2 separate regions of the Zea mays genome follow, and region 2 is linked to region 1. A link is a contact called in public Hi-C data. All regions are on one chromosome and are shown on one strand. The core of a region is the stretch at or near the end of the contact, and the rest is flanking DNA. Distances in the headings are between cores, read along the strand shown.

Region 1 (4,903 bases), core at 764-3,263:
CCAACCATAAGTCACATTTAACACTTAAATCATTCTACCATCAGCTTAATATTCTTTATAAAAAAACTCCTAATAAACTATGATTGTATATTTGTATCTGTGATTGGATCATAATTTAATAAATCAGATAATTTGCTTGCACGCTTACAAAGAATGACTGCTTGCATAGCAATAGTTGCCATTAAAAAAACTCATGAGAGATATACCTCGGGCGCCGCGCGCCGTGCCGAGTAGATCAGTGGATCGGGCAGGGCTGGCGACATCTTTATCCATACAGGTTGGCGGTGACGGTTCTGCCCTCAGGTGACGCCGGCTATTCAGGGGATATTTTGGCGGCCAGTGGACAGAAGGAAGGGTTAGTCTAGACTCTTTGACTTCTGGTCCTGGCGGCTCGGCCCTTGCTTCGTAGATGAGCTTATCCGACAGATGGGCTATTATGTTTCTATAAAACTAATACTTATATCTAAGGCACCAAAATAATATGCTAAAAACTCCTATATCATAATGATATTCTTATAAGCGGAAGCTATATATACCTTTAATATTTTAGAAGGAATACAAGGAAAAAAAGGCAAATTATATTCTTATAAGTGGAAGCTACATATTAAAAAAATGTACCAGTATCTTTTTGGATGGAGTATGCTACTAGCGCAGCTGTGCTTGCCGTGACGAGAGATATGGGAGCATGTGCATATACGATAGTACCTCCGTTTACAAATATATGACATCGTTGAATTTTTATTTTTTTTTAAAAAATTTAACCACTCGTCTTATTCAAAATATTTATTAAAAATATAAAATTTTAAGTTAAGCACAAACTACCTTAAGTGATAAAAAAATCTCAAAAAATAAATGATAACTCATTATTAGAGAGGGAAATAATTGAAAAAGACCCATCCTAAATGGAGTCCTTAATGAGGACGTAGGTTCTTTCGAGACGAACCTCAGAAAATAAATTGCCTGTGTTCTTTGTGTTGATTTTTTATTGTGATTTGTTTCTTCCTTCCCCTATCTCTAGTTCTCTTACTTGCGCTTGATCCTATACCATTTAAGTTGTTTTTAAAGTAATTCCACAATCATTTGAGCAACTCTAGCATGAAGAACAACTCCCGTCCCCTTCCGATTGATTTAGGGCGTGTTCGGCAGGCTGCAAGCCGACACTGTTGCAGCTGTTTGGACTGCTGCAGCTGCAATCCATAGAGAGAAAAATACTGTAGAAGCCGCAGCCGCAGCCGGATTGCAGCCGCAGCAAGCCGCAGCGAACAAGCTGTTAATTCTCGTTCTAACACCTAACCGGGGTTTGAGTTTATGTTTAAGATTATAAATTTTATCTATTCAAGTCCCCTCTATACGACTTTTAATAGTAAGGACGTAAGACCAATGTACAAGAAGTAAACCACTTTCAGGTGCGCGCTAGTGGGACATGTGGCATGAAATGACACCGTGCATCGAGTCATTGAAAGGCAAGTTGATCGTTGATTCTCGATCGGGCAGAGGAGAACAAAAATGGTGATGCATGTGGACAGCTCGAGAGAGCAGTTTTGTTCCCACATTAAGATAAAAATTAAAATGCGAAGTTATTAAGAAAAAAGTTGAATAAAAGCAATTTCTTTCATAAACAGATAAAATTATCACTTATATATATATATATATTCCAATTTCTAAAAAGGAGTATTGTTGGGTGTGCAGTGCGCTGCCAAGTGCCACCGGCCGTTGTACTCGGCAGTCCCCCACTGGCCACTACCCAGCGCTTGACGTTGACGACAGCTTCTTCCCTGCGAAGCGAAGGAAACCGACGGTGCACCGTTGGATCGGAGGATCCAGTTTCTGGTCCACCGGCCCCACCTGGCGCTCTCCCTCGCCTCCAGGGACCCACCCTTCGCCTCCGCGGGAGATATTTTCGCCAGCCCCGCGTGGCAGGTCTCGTAAATAACCCGCAACCACGCCCCTTTTCTCCGGCTTGTTCCGCGCCAATAAAAGCCAGGCGCACAAATATCTCCCCGCCCTCCTACTTGCAGAATCTCCATTTCCCCCCGCACCAAACCAGCCAAACCACTGGCGCACGCCGAGGAGAGAGAAAGGGGGTGTGCGGGGCGGCGACCGGCCTCCGACGACGCGGGGCGTCGCGGCGTCGTGGCGGTGAAGCGGATGAGGCTGTGGGAGGAGGAGGACGATGACGAGGACGAGGAGGGGATGGAAGTGGACGGGGAGGCGGAAGATGAGCCGGGGTGGCCGTGTGGGGCGCCGGAGGCGGGGCCCGGCGAAACGAGGCCGGCAGCGATCCTCGTGGCGGACGCGGCGGAGGTCGACTTCCCCGTCATCTACGTCAACGCCGCCTTCGAGGCCGCCACGGGGTACCGCGCGCACGAGGTGCTCGGGCGGAACTGGTCAGTGACCTCGGCCTCCGCTCTGTTTTTCTGTGCTTGGGGATTGGCAATCCGGGATGCTGTGGAATGCCGCTCGCTCGGCGCCTCGTTCGGGAGCGGGAGCTGGAACCTCGAGTCGCCGCTGCTCGTTGCGGCAGGATTTTTAGCGTTTTCTTTCCTTTTATTTAAACCGTGGTACGGTGTCCGTTCCGTGCAGTCATCTCTAGATTTCAGGATCCGCATAGTAAAGCTACATCCCATCGCACGTTCGCATTAGGTTCTCAATCTTCTGACCAAATGGCGTGCGTGTTCACGATGCTTGCGGGCAAAAGCCAGAAATAAGCAGAGCGGGTGCTTGCTTTCTTGCTACGGATTCTAGTATGCGGTCGTGGCTTTTGATTGGACGGTTCTGTGAGCCACGGATTTTGTGATGCTTTAGTCAAAGCATGGCCTCCCGTACCATAATATTTTTAGACTGCGGGTATCAATTTGAGTGATTCTTAGGTGTCGATCTGGTGCGCAGCCTGCCTTTGAGCAGCGGTCAATGGTGCCAGTAGTGAAATCATTCGACGGACCACTGCCCATGCTGTTATAAGAGTAATCGCACGGGCGACATGATTTGGTAAAGTTAACAAAAATATTTATTGTGCATATGCACAAAAAAAAACGCATAGACAGGGTCTCCTGAGATAAGATTTAGTTTTGGTTTGTTCATGTTGTAGGTAAATTTATTGAATGAGAATTGTAAGTAATAGGTTTGGATCACGAGTAGCATTGCCAGCGAAAGTGCCTCTAGTCTAATGGTTAAGCCTTATGAGTAGCATCTTCAGGTCCTAGTTTCGATCTCCCTCGAGACGAATTTTGGGCTTGGTTAAAAAATTCCCTCCATGTGACCCGCTCTCTCTTAGAGATCGATATCCTGCGCGCCACCTTCTGTCTAGGCCATTGTAGAGTGGACAATTTATCAGCTCGTTAGTGATGGGGCCATCCCTGTCACCTTGTGCCTCGCTCTCTCTCGGAGATCGATATCCTGCGCGTCACCCTCTGGCTAGGCCGTTATAGAGTGGACGGTTGATCGGCCCGTTAGTGATGAGGCCAAGGTTCGAGGTTTTTCTCGGCTGGGACTATGTTTTGGTCTCTTAATATAATACCGGTAGAACGGTCTCTCCTCACCCCCAATTTTTTACGCAGTAGCATTGCTTGGCATGTTGATGATTACCTATGAGATATTTTGCTTGATACTTAATGATGCACTTCTATAGATATTTTGCTTGATACTTAGGTTGCACTTCTAAAGTTGTCCACTTGCACATAGAGAAAGGAATTATTCAAGAATAATACCTAGAATTTATGGGTGTACCAAAAAATATTTGCTGGCCATGACAAACTGGGTGAGCACCCGAGCTGGTGGTTGACTAGAACTCGAAGACTGGTGGTAAAATTCTGTTCTCTGAAATTGGATGTTAGTGAAAGATTAGGAAATCATCGGCAGTTTACTTCATATCATTATGCTGAGTAGAAGCTAGGTGATCATTGGATCCAGTATATGAAGTTTGTAGGCATTAGAGCAAGTATAATAGCAGGCTACGAGAAGTCTAAATGCTGAGTTGGAGGAGAGAGAAGAGGATAATCTGGCTGTAAACTTACAGCCAGCTGAAACATAAGAGAACCAAAAAGCTTGTGAGAGAGATAAGTAGGCCAAACATTTTAATAATGAAGAGCCAACTATTATACAAACGGGCTAAAAGGTCAGTCCTTGCAGCAGCCAGCAACCGGCTACATTATTAGCCTTGTTCTTAGATGTATCTAAGAATTTCAGTAACAGTTGTGCCAGAGTAGCAGCATGGTCAGGCTAGTCGATCCAAATAATTCTATACTATAACGTCTCGTAGCAGTTATTTTCTGAAGGCTTTCTTGCTTGGTATGCTTTCTTGCTTGTGCCAACTTTAAGATTGCTTAACACTGACAGATATGACAGAGGGCCTATGCCTATCGAAGCATCTCACAAACTGCGTCCACTCAAACTTGTCTTTCAGCCGATTCCTACAATTCCGGGATCCACATGCCCAAAGGCGACACCCCCTCGTTGATCCCATGGTCGTTTCAGAGATTCGGCGATGTCTCAGCGAGGGGATCGAATTCCAAGGCGAGCTGCTGAATTTCCGGAAGGACGGTGCTCCACTTCACAACAGATTAAGGCTCGTTCCTATGCACGGCGATGATGGCTATGTGACGCATGTTATCGGAATCCAGCTATTCTCTGAGGCGAACATCGATCTCAGCAGCGTATCTTATCCGGTGTACAAGCAAAAGTCCAGCAGCAGGCCCAGCATTCAAGATCTGAACTCATCTCCCCACGAGCACGCTCCGAAAATCCAGAGCGCAGACCACTGCGGCATGCTTCAGTTGTCAGACGAAGTTCTCGCACACAACATCCTATCCCGCCTGTCCCCAAGAGACGTTGCGTCCATCGGATCGGTGTGCACCAGAATGCATGAGCTGACCAAGAACGATCACCTGAGGAAGATGGTCTGCCA
Region 2 (4,479 bases), core at 703-3,202, 150 kb after region 1:
AAACTGAACTGATTGTTTCTCAGAAACAAACTGCTTGCTGAACTGTTTCTTTCCTAGAATATGTGCTGGGCGATGTAGCTGTCTGATTGTTTTCCCAGAACCTAGCGTGCTTGCTGTCTGGGAAAACATTTCTGGCGTGCTTGCTGTATGGGAAACCATGTGCGCTTGCTGCCAAGTTACATGAGCTCATTAACTTACAAGTTCCCAGAATATACTGGCGTGCTTGCTGTCTGGAAAACAAGTAGTTCCCAGAAAACAACTAACTGGTTAGAAGTAGTTCCCAGAATCTGAACTAAAAAACAGTTCTGGCGTGTAGTTCCCATAATCTGAACTGGAAAACAGTTCTGGCGTCCTTGCTGTCTGGGAACCTGGCGTGCTTGCTGTCTGGAAAACAGTTCTGGCGTGCGTGCTTGCTGCCAGGTTACATGAGACCATTGACTGAAAACAACTAACTGGTTAGAAGTAGTTCCCAGAATCTGAACTGGAAAACAGTTCTGGCATGGAGTTCCTAGAAACAGTTCCCAGAATCTGAACATTACCATAACGCACTGATACATTAACTGAACACATTGATACATTAACTGAAAACAACTAACTACATAGATAGTCTTGAATACATAGATAGTCTTACATAAACACAACCACATCACAGAGAGATGTTACAAGTACATAGTCTTGACATCACAAAAGTCTTCATATCTGGTTAGAAGTTCATCTCATGACACAAACTGGTTACAAGTTCATCTCATGACCACAAAAGATAGAACCACAGAAGAAACATACTAGTAGTCTTGGCAACTTAAACAGTACGATCATAAATCTGGTCGTAGTCGTAGCCCATAATACGACAATGCTCGAACAAAGAGACAACCACTTTGTTCTCCTCCCACTTCATGTCTTAAAAAACCATTTCCCACAGCTCCGGATCTTCTGACACATATCCATCCACTTGGTCCTCAACATGAGAAGGGTTAGAGTGGTCTTCAACATCTGAAGGGGATGATCAAGGTCCCAACCAGGACATTTGTTGTCCAGATCTTCTTCACACACATTTGAAGTCTTCTCGAGACTCTTTCACACTTCCTTCAAATGGCCAGCAAGTTTTACAACCTTACCCCCTTCAACTCCTGGGATGCTACAACACAGCCTATTAATGGTATGTAAAAGTGAAGATTGCCTCCTCATCTCTTGAATGACATATCGGAGTAAGTTCTTGATGCTAACGTGATACTTCAAATCAACATGTTCCTGTACATATTAAACTAGTTGTTGGTCAAGTGGATGACTAAGTTACCATGCTTGTGAAGAACTAACCCTAATTTGAATGAACAGCAGCCCTAAACCCTATGCAGCAAAATAAGAGAGAAAGAAAATCAGTCACCAATGATTCCACCATGGAGTCATCTTCAACAAATCTTCTATACTTCACAGCAGAGACGACAAGTTGAACCTTATCGGCTGCAATAGTGGCAGATTCAACAGCCGCACGTGCCTCCTTCTCAGCAACCAACGCCGCACATCTGGCCTCCGCAGCTGCAACAACCGCAGCACGAGTAGCATCAACAGCTTCTGCAACAGCGACGACCGGAGCAGTTCAATCCATCTCTGGGATTTGAGTGAGGCACCTAGGGTGCCGCGGTTAGGGTTGCGCAGCAAGAGGAAAGAACGGCGGCGGCTAGGGTGCGTGTCTGGTAGCGAGAATAGGGAGAAGGGTAATAGATGTAGAGACGACGTGAGTATCATTAGTTTAATCCTCGATGTTACCTGATAATAGAGTAGTCATGTCTATTTTAGAGTGTGAGTTGTCCTATAGTTTTTTATAACGGAGAATCTCTCTCCTAATCCTCCAATTCGTCGAAGCCGGACTTGCAAATTTCTCCCGGTTCGTCGGGTGCTGTCCGTCCCTTTGTCGGTGGTCGTTGTTCCCAACCAAAATTTCCACCCCTTCGTCAGCCCCTTGACCACCGTTCCAACCCTCTCCCATCGCGTCGCCTCGAAGGAAGCGCGGCTGATCCTGCTCCAAGCCTCCAACCCTAGCTTCCCCGCTCCCCACCTTCCTCCGTCCGGGGCTCATGGCGGAGATCGAGGTGGTATCCGAAGGCGGCAGGCGGGACGAGGACGAGGAGCGGCGGCGGCAGCAGCAGCAAGGCGCGGGGGAGCCGGACCCCGTGGTGGACGTGTACTCTGCGGCGGCGTATGGGGACCTGGAGCGGCTCCGCGGTTTCGTGGAGCAGGGGGGAGCCGCCACCGCGCTCAGGGAGCCCGACGGCAACGGCTACCACGCGCTCCAGTGGGCCGCGCTCAACAACTACCCCCACGTCGCGCTCTACATCGTCGAGGTCGGGCTCGGACTCGGCTTCCCCCCACCCCGCGCCTCAGCCTCCGTCCATGCCGCTATCCTGCTTCCTCGCTGCTTCGAATCGGCGCTTATTCATTCCAGCATCTCGTGCTCACCTTATAGCTTCGCTGATGATGGGATTGCTCGGTTTCCGCAGCACGGTGGCGACGTTAATGCGACGGACCACGCGCGGCAGACGGCGCTGCACTGGGCGGCCGTGCGTGGGTCCACTTCCGTGGCTGACGTGCTGATGGAGCACGGAGCGAGGGTCGAGGCCGCCGACGTCAATGGCTTCCGGGTAATGCGGCACCCTTGTCTTTCTTGATTTACAAATCGAATTTTAATTTTGTTGTCCCTGTGTTTGTGTTGGGTTTGGGGGCTGATTTGTTCAAGGCCTTAGGTGCCGAGGCCAAACTTTGGTCAATATCTGACCATTAGCTAAACAATAAATTACTTATATATAACTTAGGCATGGTCAAATAAACTATGTAGATGAAAATTTTGTTGTATAGTGTAACTTTAATTTGAAATCAAGCTTGGTCAAATCGTGGCCTATTGGCCTTGAACCAATCAGCCCCTTAGTATCTGATTGGTGAGGCTACCATGGTCGTTTTGCGATAGCCTGCGGGGATGGGTTTTAGAGGTTTACCACGTTTGTTTGACCATTAAAAAAATGCAGGATTGCGTTGATTGTCTGGTTTTGCCGAATCAGGTGTACGGTCACTGTGTTTCACCATTGATGACAATCTAGAAAATCCAGTAGAAAAAATACATGAGTACTCGTTGGTCCCAACTTCCAACTAAGCATTCTCTCATGAAGTAGCAGCCTGCCATTTTGTTTAATAATAAATCATTTGCAACAGAACCAATTGCAGATTAATTTTTCTGTTTGTGCTGAAAGGGAAGAAAATGGACTGAATAGAAAAATAATAAATATATGCTATTACAGAATACAGTTTTACAGCACATCATTCGGAATTTTGCTTTTAGGTTGGATAGCTCATCTTTGGAGCACCTTTTCAGCCATTGTTATTAAGGCATCACTTAAGCGGTGCTTAAGCGCCAGAGCGGTCGAAGGTCACCTCAGGGGTTAGGTGATGCCTCGTCGCCTTATTCGCATGCCTATGCCCCCTAGATTCCGCTGTCTCCTCATCGATTCTGCTGGTGGCCTGCTTGATTTTTCTTCTGCTGGCTAGATCTCTTCCATCTCCCACTCATGAATTGCTTGATCTGGAAGGGGACGGCTTCGTCTGTCAATTTGAGAGCACTGACCAGAGAGGAAGGGGAAGCAGAGGGGCGGAGGGAAGAGCAGACCAGCACATCCGGAGAGGGAAGCAGAGCAGCGCACCTGGAGAGGAGCGGAGGGAAGCAGAGCAGGCACTTGGGTGGAGGCGGAATAGCAGTGGAGAACGCGTGAGAGAAGAAGCGGCGACACTGAAGGGGGTCGGGATTTGGAGTTTAACAAAGCCACACCAGGTGGGGGAGGAGGCGAGGAGCACATGAGCTGCCTGGTGGGCTGGGCCAGCCCACTTCTTACCAGGCCCCTTTCTTTTTCTTTTTTCCTTTTCTTTTTTGTTCACCTACTGCTCTATGCTGCTGTTTTTAGTTTTTTATTAATTTAGGTGTTGATTCGCCTCACGCTTTAGTCACTTAAGCGCAAGGCGGTAGTTAGTCGCCACACCTTGACTTGCTGCCTCTATAACCATGTTTTCAGCTTTCCTTTATTGCTGGTGAAAAAGATTATATGTTCAGTTCCTAACCACAGGCAAATCATCTATATGGTTGAAGCGGAATCTTCTGTTTGACTGTTCCCTGCTTTGATTATTCTGTCAGGCAGTCCACGTTGCATCTCAGTATGGCCAAACAGCATTCTTGCATCACATCATCTCAAAGTACGGTGCAGATTTTGATGCTTTGGACATTGATGGGAGGAGCGCTTTGCACTGGTACATGATTATTGATTGATCCTCTACTTTTCGAATGCATGTTTTCCCAGGTTCTGGTATCAATGTCACCCTGAAAATGCAGCATACAGTTTAATAGGATTTTCTATATTCTTTTCAAATCGTGTCTCAAATTGTTCTCACGGTAATGGATTCACTCAGAAATTGTCTTTGTGCTGTTGTGCATGTGTGTGATAT

What was found. Hi-C and Micro-C count contacts between places; a contact is called where the count stands out from the background.
Region 2: a contact with region 1 is called in a Hi-C map of tassel, with 2.3 times the contacts expected there. The contact joins the promoter of LOC100382571 here to the promoter of LOC100383277 in region 1. A contact is called at or near these places in 2 of 25 Hi-C or Micro-C datasets (leaf and tassel).

Annotation. Positions count from the first base shown.
Region 1 is chr2:231,383,589-231,388,491 of Zm-B73-REFERENCE-NAM-5.0, forward strand. LOC100383277 reads left to right here and starts at 2,014. Exons shown (of 2, transcript NM_001361984.1): 1 at 2,014-2,387; 2 at 4,403-4,903. The coding sequence starts at 2,149.
Region 2 is chr2:231,530,156-231,534,634 of Zm-B73-REFERENCE-NAM-5.0, forward strand. It overlaps LOC100382571, which reads left to right and starts at 1,953. Exons shown (of 10, transcript NM_001175303.1): 1 at 1,953-2,339; 2 at 2,496-2,636; 3 at 4,172-4,284. The coding sequence starts at 2,073. It overlaps LOC103648057 (a long non-coding RNA gene), which reads right to left and starts at 1,862. Exons shown (of 2, transcript XR_002267445.2): 1 at 1,382-1,862; 2 at 536-1,248. It overlaps LOC103648058 (a long non-coding RNA gene), which reads right to left and starts at 4,138. Exons shown (of 2, transcript XR_563212.3): 1 at 3,687-4,138; 2 at 3,206-3,568.